Regions from separate parts of the Mus musculus genome. Here all the other regions are linked to region 2. A link is a contact called in public Hi-C and promoter capture Hi-C data. All regions are on one chromosome and are shown on one strand. Each heading gives the region's core, a stretch centred on a gene start, on an enhancer-like site or on the middle of the called end of the contact. The rest is flanking DNA. Distances are from core to core; before and after follow the strand shown.

Region 1 (2,700 bases), core at 61-2,560, 120 kb after region 2:
AGGAGTGGTGGTAAGATTTTGTGACCTGATCTTGGGGCAAGCTCAGAGATTGGTGGCCTAATCATAGACAGCCTGTAGGGTGGAGCTTGCTGCCTGCATCTTGATGGAAATGGCCGTAAGAGTAGTCTGGGCCGTAAGAGTAGCCATCATGATTGGAATGGCTTACAATAATGTCTCTCTGGCTTGGCAAATGCCTTAGGTAGAAGTCACCTGTCTTCCCTGGGTCACTGGGGACAGAAGGTGAAAATGTCACAGCCCCAGGCCTTCCTTCCCACCAGCCTCCTACTCTGAATCTTATCCACACCTCTGTCATCTGTCACAAGGCCTGGGCTGTGGAATGAAGTTGGGTTCTCCATCAGTGCCCATCAGTGAACACTGACTAACTAAGACATGACTGCTTTACTCACATTGGGAGGCGACAAATGAAGGCATGTTTCTAGTTCCTGTCTGGGAGATCCTGGCACTCTTTCCAGTGTGTGGATCTAGTGTGGCTTCCTGCAGGCCTGCTGAGTGAGAAAAAGGGAAGTCTGGGGGAGACCAGACTTCACCCTGTCTCACACACTCCTCACTCTTAGGAACCTTCTTTGAAAATCATGACATAGTAGGTGTGATGAGCTGAGCCTCCAATCCCAGCACTCAGGAAGCGTGACAGAAGGAGGCCAGCCTAGGCTACAGAGACCCTGCCTCAGGAGAAAAAGGGTATCGTGAATGGTGATAGAGTGAACAAGGTTGCCAGAGGCCCCTCTCAGAAGGGCTTTCAGTTCTTGGGAGAGTTAGGCATCAGCTCACAAAGAGAAGCTGGCAATCCCGGAACTTCAGACTTCATGGGTAAAGGTCTAGCCCCACAACATTGTCTGCCCCACTCCTCCAGACAGAGCCTGCCTTGGGTTCCATGGGAGAAATCACAAAGACTCCAGAGAATAAGCCATTGTCGCCAGAAGACAAACAGCAGTGTTTTCCTCTGTACATACTTGGACAGAATAGAGATGTTCCTCACATAGTCTTTCTTGTTTCCCTAGCGTGTTGACATAATTTCAGAAAAAGACAGACTAGCATGGTACATCTTTATGTTCTCAAATTAGAGCTGAAGATTACTCTCTTCCCCATGTGGCCTCTGATGTCCCTAAGAGGCATGTCTGTAATGACAAGAACATGTTCTGCAGGTGTGCAGATGTCAGACCATGGGGGGCAATTGAAGGACAGAGCTGCGTACATTTGTTTCTTTTGTAACTGAGTGAAATCGTGTGGTTCTGGCTGCCAGCAGGGCTCATGGGCACAGTGCCCAAGTCCACGGGTTATTCTTGCCTCTGCTTCCTCTTGGCAATCCTTGCAACAGACCGAGTAATGGAAGGCCTGGCACTGGATGGAAGGCCACCAGAGGGTGTCCTGTTATCTTATTTCTTCTACATCATCAGTGGGAAATTAGCTTATGTTCATGTCTATATTTTCAAGCACCCATCAGGGATCTCTCTCTCTCTCTCTCTCTCTCTCTCTCTCTCTCTCTGTGTGTGTGTGTGTGTGTGTTTTTCACATTATGAAACCAGGTATATAGATAGCATACACTTCTTTTTTTTTATAGTATAGAATAGAATACAGTTTATTCAGGGCATGAGGATGGGAGGTAAAGGGGTAGTAGAGGCAGAGAAAGAGAGAGAGAGAGAAAGAGAGAGAGAGGAGGCTGGCCATGAGCATATGGAGGGAGAGGTGGGGGAGGAAGTTGGGGAGAGAGGGGATAAGGGACAAAAAGACAGAGCAGGAGCAAGAAGACAAGAGCGTAGCACACACTTCTAATCCCAACACTTGGGAAGATGAACAGGAAGTTTGTTTATAGCCTGGGCTACGGAATGAGATACTATCTCAGAACAACAACAACAAAAACAAAAAAAAAAAATCATAGAAGCCCAGGGGAGTCAGAGTTGAGCAGTCCCTCAGTGGTGGGATGGGGAGTTGAGAGCTAGTGGGCCTGTGTACTTCAAGACCAGAGCCTGGACACAGCCACATTCAAGTAGGAGTGCTAGATCAGTGTAGTGCTCACCATGGAGTCTGAATGTGTCTACGTGCTGTGCTTTTTGATGATAAGTGATGTTATCTCTTGATATTGTGTATTGCGTTATTACCTGTGCCTATGGTATGTATACATGCCCATGTGTGTGTTCACATGTATATGGATGTGTTTGTGTAGGTGTGTGTATATGGATATGCAGAGGCCAGTTGAGCTGAGGCATCTTCCCTCCATTGCCCTCTTTACTGAGGTCTCTCACTGAGCCTGGAGCTCACAGACTCAGTTCAGTTACTCTAGCCAGCCAGTTTTCCCTGGGGACCCCCTGTCTTTGTTTTCTGAATGCTGGGATTACTGGGAAGCTAAGGCTCCGAAGAGTAGAAAGATGGAGCAGAAGTGTAGAGCTAACTAAGAGATACAGTTATGGTCATGGGCTGCCTCTGACCAAGGGATGCCGTAGCCTCATGAATAGGACGTTTCACATGTAATCCCTACAACACAGAGCAGGGGCTTCTGACCTTCACGGTAGAGGTCAGGGGCAGGTTTCGTGTCCATCCTAAGGGACTAGTTGTGGTGAATCCCTCCAAACCTATTTTCTATCTCAGACTGAGAGCAAGCCAGACCTTCAGTTTGGCTTGACAGGAAGATCTGTGCTTTTCTAAAACCACCACCTAGCTGCTTTATGTTAACATGCTAAACTA
Region 2 (2,700 bases), core at 84-2,583:
CTCAGTTAAGGGCACTGGCAGCTCTTAAAGAGAACCTGGGCTCAATTTCCCAGAACCCACATGGAAGTCCACCATTGCATGTAACTCCAGCTCCAGGAGATCTGACGCCTTCACACAGACACACATATACCAATGCACATGAAAGAAAGAAAAGAGAGAGAGAGAAGGAAGGGAAGGAAAGGAAGGAAGGAAAAGAGAAAGAGAGAGAGAAAGAAAGAAAGAAAGAAAGAAAGAAAGAAAGAAAGAAAGAAAGAAAGAAAGAAAGAAAGAAAGGGAAGGAAGGAAGGAAGGAAGGAAGGAAGGAAGGAAGGAAGGAAGGAAGGAAGGAAGGAAGAAAAAAGGAGAGTTTAAAAACCACAATGGAGGGCTGGTGAGATGGCTCAGTGGGTAAGAGCACCCGACTGCTCTTCCGAAGGTCCAGAGTTCAAATCCCAGCAACCACATGGTGGCTCACAACCATCCGTAACAAGATCTGACTCCCTCTTCTGGTGTGTCTGAAGACAGCTACAGTGTACTTACATATAATAAATAAATATTTAAAAAAAAACAAACCCACAATGGAGAGCAATAACCACATCTGTGAGAGCCAACGAAGAAGGGTGGGATAAGAAAATTCAAATTTGTCGGGCAGTGGTGGCGCACGCCTCTAATCCCAGCACTTTGGAGGCAGAGACAGGCAGATTTCTGAGTTCGAGGTCAGCCTGGTCTACAGAGTGAGTTCCAGGACAGCCAGGGCTTCACAGAGAAACCCTGTCTGGAAAAGAACCAAAAAAGAAAAAGAAAAAAGAAAATTTGAATTTGCTTTTTTTCCCTGTAAGTGAGGAGATGCTGGGAAGAGTGTGGGGGACCCCAAACCAGCCTTTATCCATCGTGAACTATGGCTCCTCCCTAGCCGCATACCCCACTTACAACAGCTAACCTAACTCTCCTCTTCTGTATATGTCCTCTAGCTCCTACCCATAGGCAACCTGCAGCTAGAGCAGATCTGCATAGAGACCATTCCAAGGAGCAGCAGGGAGTGGCTGGGCCCTGGTGGGGAATGACCATCCCCTGCTCTCCCTCCCCATCTCCCCAAAGCAGACATTGCTGGCCTGATGGCAATGGCAGCTGTCACTCAGAGGACTGAGTGACAGCACTCAGAAAGAGTCACTTCCTGTTTTCTTGTATACGAGAATTATATTTAAATTGGGATGCATATATGTGTTCAGGGGTATGTTTAGAGGTCAGTAAGCTAGAAAAGGGATCGTGAGAGTGGGAGAGCTCTTAAGGGAGGGTGGGAAACAGAAGAGAATGAAACTGATGTAATGGAAAAACAGAAGTGAGAGCTAACTGGAGGAAGGGAGGGAGGTGAGGAAAGGTCACGGGGTAGACGGATAAATGAGAACTAAATAACCACACAGTCAGAAAGAAGTCATATCGGAACACTTCTTATTTTTTGAATCTAACCTAAATAACTATTTTAATAAACATTTTTTGAATAAAGGCCCCAATTTTTTTATGTACGAGCAAAGCATAGCAATACATGTATGTATATAAAAACGTCATAATAAACCCAGTATTTTATACGCTAACAAAAATTAATGAAAAAGAACAATGACCTGGCATGGTGGCACACACCTTTAATCCCAGGACACGGAAGGCGAAGGCAGAAGGAGCTCTGAGTTCAAGGCCAACCTGGTCTTGTAGACCATTAAATACCAAGCCAGCCTTGTCTCCAAGGCCAGCCTAGACTACAGAGTGAGTTCCAGTAGCCAGGGCTACACATAGAAACCCTGTCTCTGGAAAAAAAAAAAAAAAAAAAAAAAAAAAAAAGACAAAAATCAAAACAAAAAAAAACCCTGGAAGTTTCTGCTGAGCCCCTCCCCACTGTGCGCTCTCTCAGCCCACTGCTTGAATTCCGGTTTTTCTTGTGGTCAGACTTGACTTTTGTCTTTAACCCTAAGCCTGGCCTGCATAGGAAGCAGAGAAGAAAGAGGGCGACACTGTTGAGTGACTGAGAGTTTGGGGCTGAGGCACAGCAGATGCTCAGGAGCCAGCAAGGTCACTGGGGGATTGCCGGGAAGCTAGGATTTATTCCGAGGTGCCACAGGGTGGGGGTTTTTATTTGTGTATTCTGTCTGAATGGACTCCACCCCACAGTTACCTGGCAACAGCCAAGTAGGTCTGGACCTCTATAAAAGGGGCTGCTTGCCCCCTCCTCTCTCTCTTACTCCTGCTTCTCTCCCTTGCCTCTTGCCCCCTTGTTCCCCCTCTCTCCCCATTCCTTTACCCCCTCTCTCCACGTGGTCATGGCTGGCCTCTACTTCTCTACTCTCTCCTTCTCTCTGCTTTTCTCTGCCTCTGCTACTCTCTTAATTTTCCTCCCCATGCCCTAAATAAACTCTATTCTATATGATACCTTCGTGTGGCTGGAACCTCAGGGAGAAGGGATGCCTTAGCTTGGGCCCCACTGACACACACCCTTCCCCCCACACCCCCATAGAACATATCTTAATATCTCTTTATCTTCTTCTTTTTTTTTTTTTTTTTTTTTTCTTTTTTTGGTTTTATCAAGACAGGGTTTCTCTGTGTAGCCCTGGCTGTCCTGGAACTCACTCTATAGACCAGGCTGGCCTTGAACTCAGAAATCTGCCTGCCTCTGTCTCCCAAGTCCTGGGATTAAAGGCGTGTGCCACCACTGCCCGCCTATTTTTATCTTTT
Region 3 (2,700 bases), core at 147-2,646, 120 kb before region 2:
TGACTAGGAACACAACAGGGCACAAAATGAAGCCCTTGTACTCATAAGGTCTGCAGGCAAGTGGGGAAGGATTTCAATAAAACAAACATGTGTGCAAATGTGTATACATGTAGATGCATTATGTACACATATGTGTGTGTACCTGTGTATGCATCTATATGTGTGTGTGTGTGTGTGTGTGTGTGTGTGTGTGAAAACAGTTAAAGGAACAGAAAGTTGTATTGAGAATATGGAAGAAAAGTTGAAAGCAAGTTGCAATTATGAACAGTGCATGTCAGGTACAGATATAGCTCATTTGACCATGTTACCTAGCATGCCCAAAGCCCTGAGTTCAGTTTTCCTGTATCTCATAAACTAGGTATGTGATATACACCTGTAACTCTAGCACACGGGAGGTGAAGTCAGGAGGATCAGAGGTTCAAGGTCATTCTTGGGCATGTAGCAACTTAGAGACCAGTCTGGAATACATAAGACACTGACTCTAATTAATCAGTGAGAGTGGAGTTGCACTTGATTAACTAAGTCACATATAAACAAAGAACTGAACAACAGGGACAAGAGGCATGTGGAGAAGAGCACTCTAAGCAGGACAGTAAGTGCAGACTGTGAGGTGTGTCTCTGAGATGAGTGAGGAGGTCACTGGGGCTGACTCAGGTCATCAAGGCAGAGACTAGCGGGATGGGTCTGACGGCGTGAGAGCAAAGCGTTGCTCGCAGGATGGACAATGTGTGCGCTTTGGCTTTTATTCTGAGCAATGTGGTGATCTACTGAATGATTCTTAGCAAAGAACGCCATGACTTAACTTGTCTTAAAACAATCTCTAAAGCTAAGTATGTCCATAGAGGTGGTGGCAGAAACTCCCGTCAGCTGTTTATACATTACCCAATGGGCTAGGGAGACGGTTCGATGGATAAGCACGCTGGCTATGGAGACAAGAAAATCTGAATTTGAATCCCTAGCACCCACATAAAAGCTGGCACAGCCATGCCTGTAACTCTAGCACGGGGGCGGGGAGGAGGAAGGGTGGGCAGAGACCGACAGGCTGATCCTGGGAACTCACTGGCCAGCCAGAGTAGCTGAAACAGCAAGCCTTCCTTAGGTTCAGTGAGAGACTTTGTCTCAAAAAATAACCTGGTTGGCCATAGAGTAAGACACCTGAATCCTTCTCCAGCCTGTCTAAATACACACACACACACACACACACACACACACACACACACACACCTTTATATACACTACATCCACACAACACACATGAAAACAGATAGGCTTCCCTAAGCACAAAAAGCATCAAGGAACAAAATGAGGAACTAGGTTCTGAGTGCATTTTGGAAGAAGAGCCAGCAGAATGTGACATAGATGCAATGCAGGGAGTGGGGGTGTGAGGAAGTGAGGCATGGCTGCTAAGTTTCTGAGCCGAGCAACTAGAGAAGCAGCTGTGGGTGGAAGACATTGGAGGCAGGGGGTGACCCCCAAGGTCAGTTCTGGGCATGCTGACTGTGCAGTGCATGTTGGGAAACAGAGAGGAGATGAACAAAAAGTTCTGGAAGTAGAGGGAAAGTCCTTGCTAGGGGTATAAATTTAGGAGTTGATGACGTCATTTCCTGGCTAAGCTCAAGTGTAGGAGTTAATGGCAATGTACAGCATTTAAATCTACAAGCCTGGGGGTGCCTGGGGAGTGCTGGGGAAAAGAGATCCCTCAGCTGAGGGGTAAAGGCTCCCCAACATTAAGAGGATCAGAAGAGAAGGAGGAGGCATGGAAAAAACTGAGAGCTGTACCCCAAGACAGGAGGCATAGGAAAGAGAGGGTGCTCAGAAAGGCAGAAGAAGGAAGTGGGGGCTGTCCCTGATAAAGATGGGAGCTCAAGGTCGTGTGCATAGTGCTGTCATTACAGAGATGTCAGGGGTGGGCAGATGCAAGCAGGTGGCAGTGGATCGATGGCTTCGGGAGCTAGGGCTGAGCACTGGAGTAACACGCAGTGAATCTGGCATATCCTTTGGAGATTAGGAAAATATTCTGGGATTAGAAATTGCTGATGTATCCACAGATTTATGAATGAATGAATGAAAAACCTAGCTGGATGTGGTGGTTCGTCCCTATGAGCCCAACACTCAGGAGGACCATAAAGTTAAGGCTAGCCTGGGCTACAGAAAGAAACCTGTCTCAAAAAAGAAAAAGAAAAAATACTAAGTTGCACGCTTTAGAAAAGTGAGTCTCATGGGACATAAATTAGACCTCTTTTTTAATATGCAAAACAGTGAAGCCTCTGGCTTGACCATGGGATGTAGCTATGTGGATAGCAATGGCAAGAGCTGCTAGTGGTCACTAGCTTGATGAGAAGGAGGGGAGGAGAATGGTGACCTCAGAGCACAGATGTTAACATAACAGCTGGGGTGTAACAACACACGCCTGCTATGCTGAAATGTGTTCCCGGAGGCTTGCAAAAAAGGAGCTCATATCAAACTCACTATTTTGAGACTGGTAAATAAGGGGAGGAAATTATCTTGAGGTTGATAGAGAGATAGAGGAGAGCCATTGGAGAGAGAAAACTTCAGCAAAGAAAACAGTACAAGACAGCCCAGAGATGGGACAAAAGGAGACCTTTGGGAAAGGGGAATTTTCTGGACCAATGCTCTAGTGTGAGCATCAGACAGCTCCCTCAAGCACAGCCAACAGTATGATCTCCCAACAATATTATG

The links. Promoter capture Hi-C pulls out the DNA fragments that hold promoters and counts their contacts. Hi-C and Micro-C count contacts between places; a contact is called where the count stands out from the background.
Region 1: a Hi-C map of bone marrow-derived macrophages shows a contact between it and region 2, with 52 read pairs. The contact joins two enhancer-like sites. A contact is called at or near these places in 5 of 39 promoter capture datasets (the C10 cell line, the HPC-7 cell line, liver and 2 more), 1 of 15 datasets of contacts at CTCF or cohesin (CD8 T cells), 10 of 484 Hi-C or Micro-C datasets (B cells, bone marrow-derived macrophages, embryonic fibroblasts and 4 more), 11 of 115 datasets of contacts at active chromatin or transcription factors (the HPC-7 cell line, bone marrow-derived macrophages, double positive thymocytes and 5 more) and 3 of 9 other capture datasets (adipose tissue, liver and pancreatic islet).
Region 3: a promoter capture Hi-C map of pre-B cells shows a contact between it and region 2, with 2.7 times the contacts expected there. The contact joins the promoter of 4831407H17Rik here to the enhancer-like site in region 2. A contact is called at or near these places in 6 of 39 promoter capture datasets (the 3T3-L1 cell line, 3T3-L1-derived adipocytes, hippocampal neurons and 2 more), 2 of 484 Hi-C or Micro-C datasets (Sertoli cells and ventricular fibroblasts) and 2 of 9 other capture datasets (liver and pancreatic islet).

The regions. Positions count from the first base shown.
Region 1 is chr14:30,694,496-30,697,195 of GRCm38.p6, forward strand. No RefSeq gene overlaps it. Among named protein-coding and RNA genes, the nearest start is that of Sfmbt1, 20 kb to the right of the region's middle. Within about 2 kb of position 1,311, at least 94 of the 459 cell types and tissues checked have an H3K27ac peak or open chromatin away from gene starts, as enhancers often do. A contact at or near this core is called in the HPC-7 cell line, bone marrow-derived macrophages, microglia and 1 more, where this site is marked.
Region 2 is chr14:30,578,133-30,580,832 of GRCm38.p6, forward strand. No RefSeq gene overlaps it. Among named protein-coding and RNA genes, the nearest start is that of Mir3076, 7.3 kb to the left of the region's middle. Within about 2 kb of position 1,334, at least 67 of the 459 cell types and tissues checked have an H3K27ac peak or open chromatin away from gene starts, as enhancers often do. A contact at or near this core is called in the HPC-7 cell line, bone marrow-derived macrophages, microglia and 2 more, where this site is marked.
Region 3 is chr14:30,456,640-30,459,339 of GRCm38.p6, forward strand. It overlaps 4831407H17Rik (RIKEN cDNA 4831407H17 gene), which reads left to right and starts at 1,397. Exons shown (of 4, transcript NR_131095.1): 1 at 1,397-1,477. It also overlaps a transcript of Cacna1d not described here.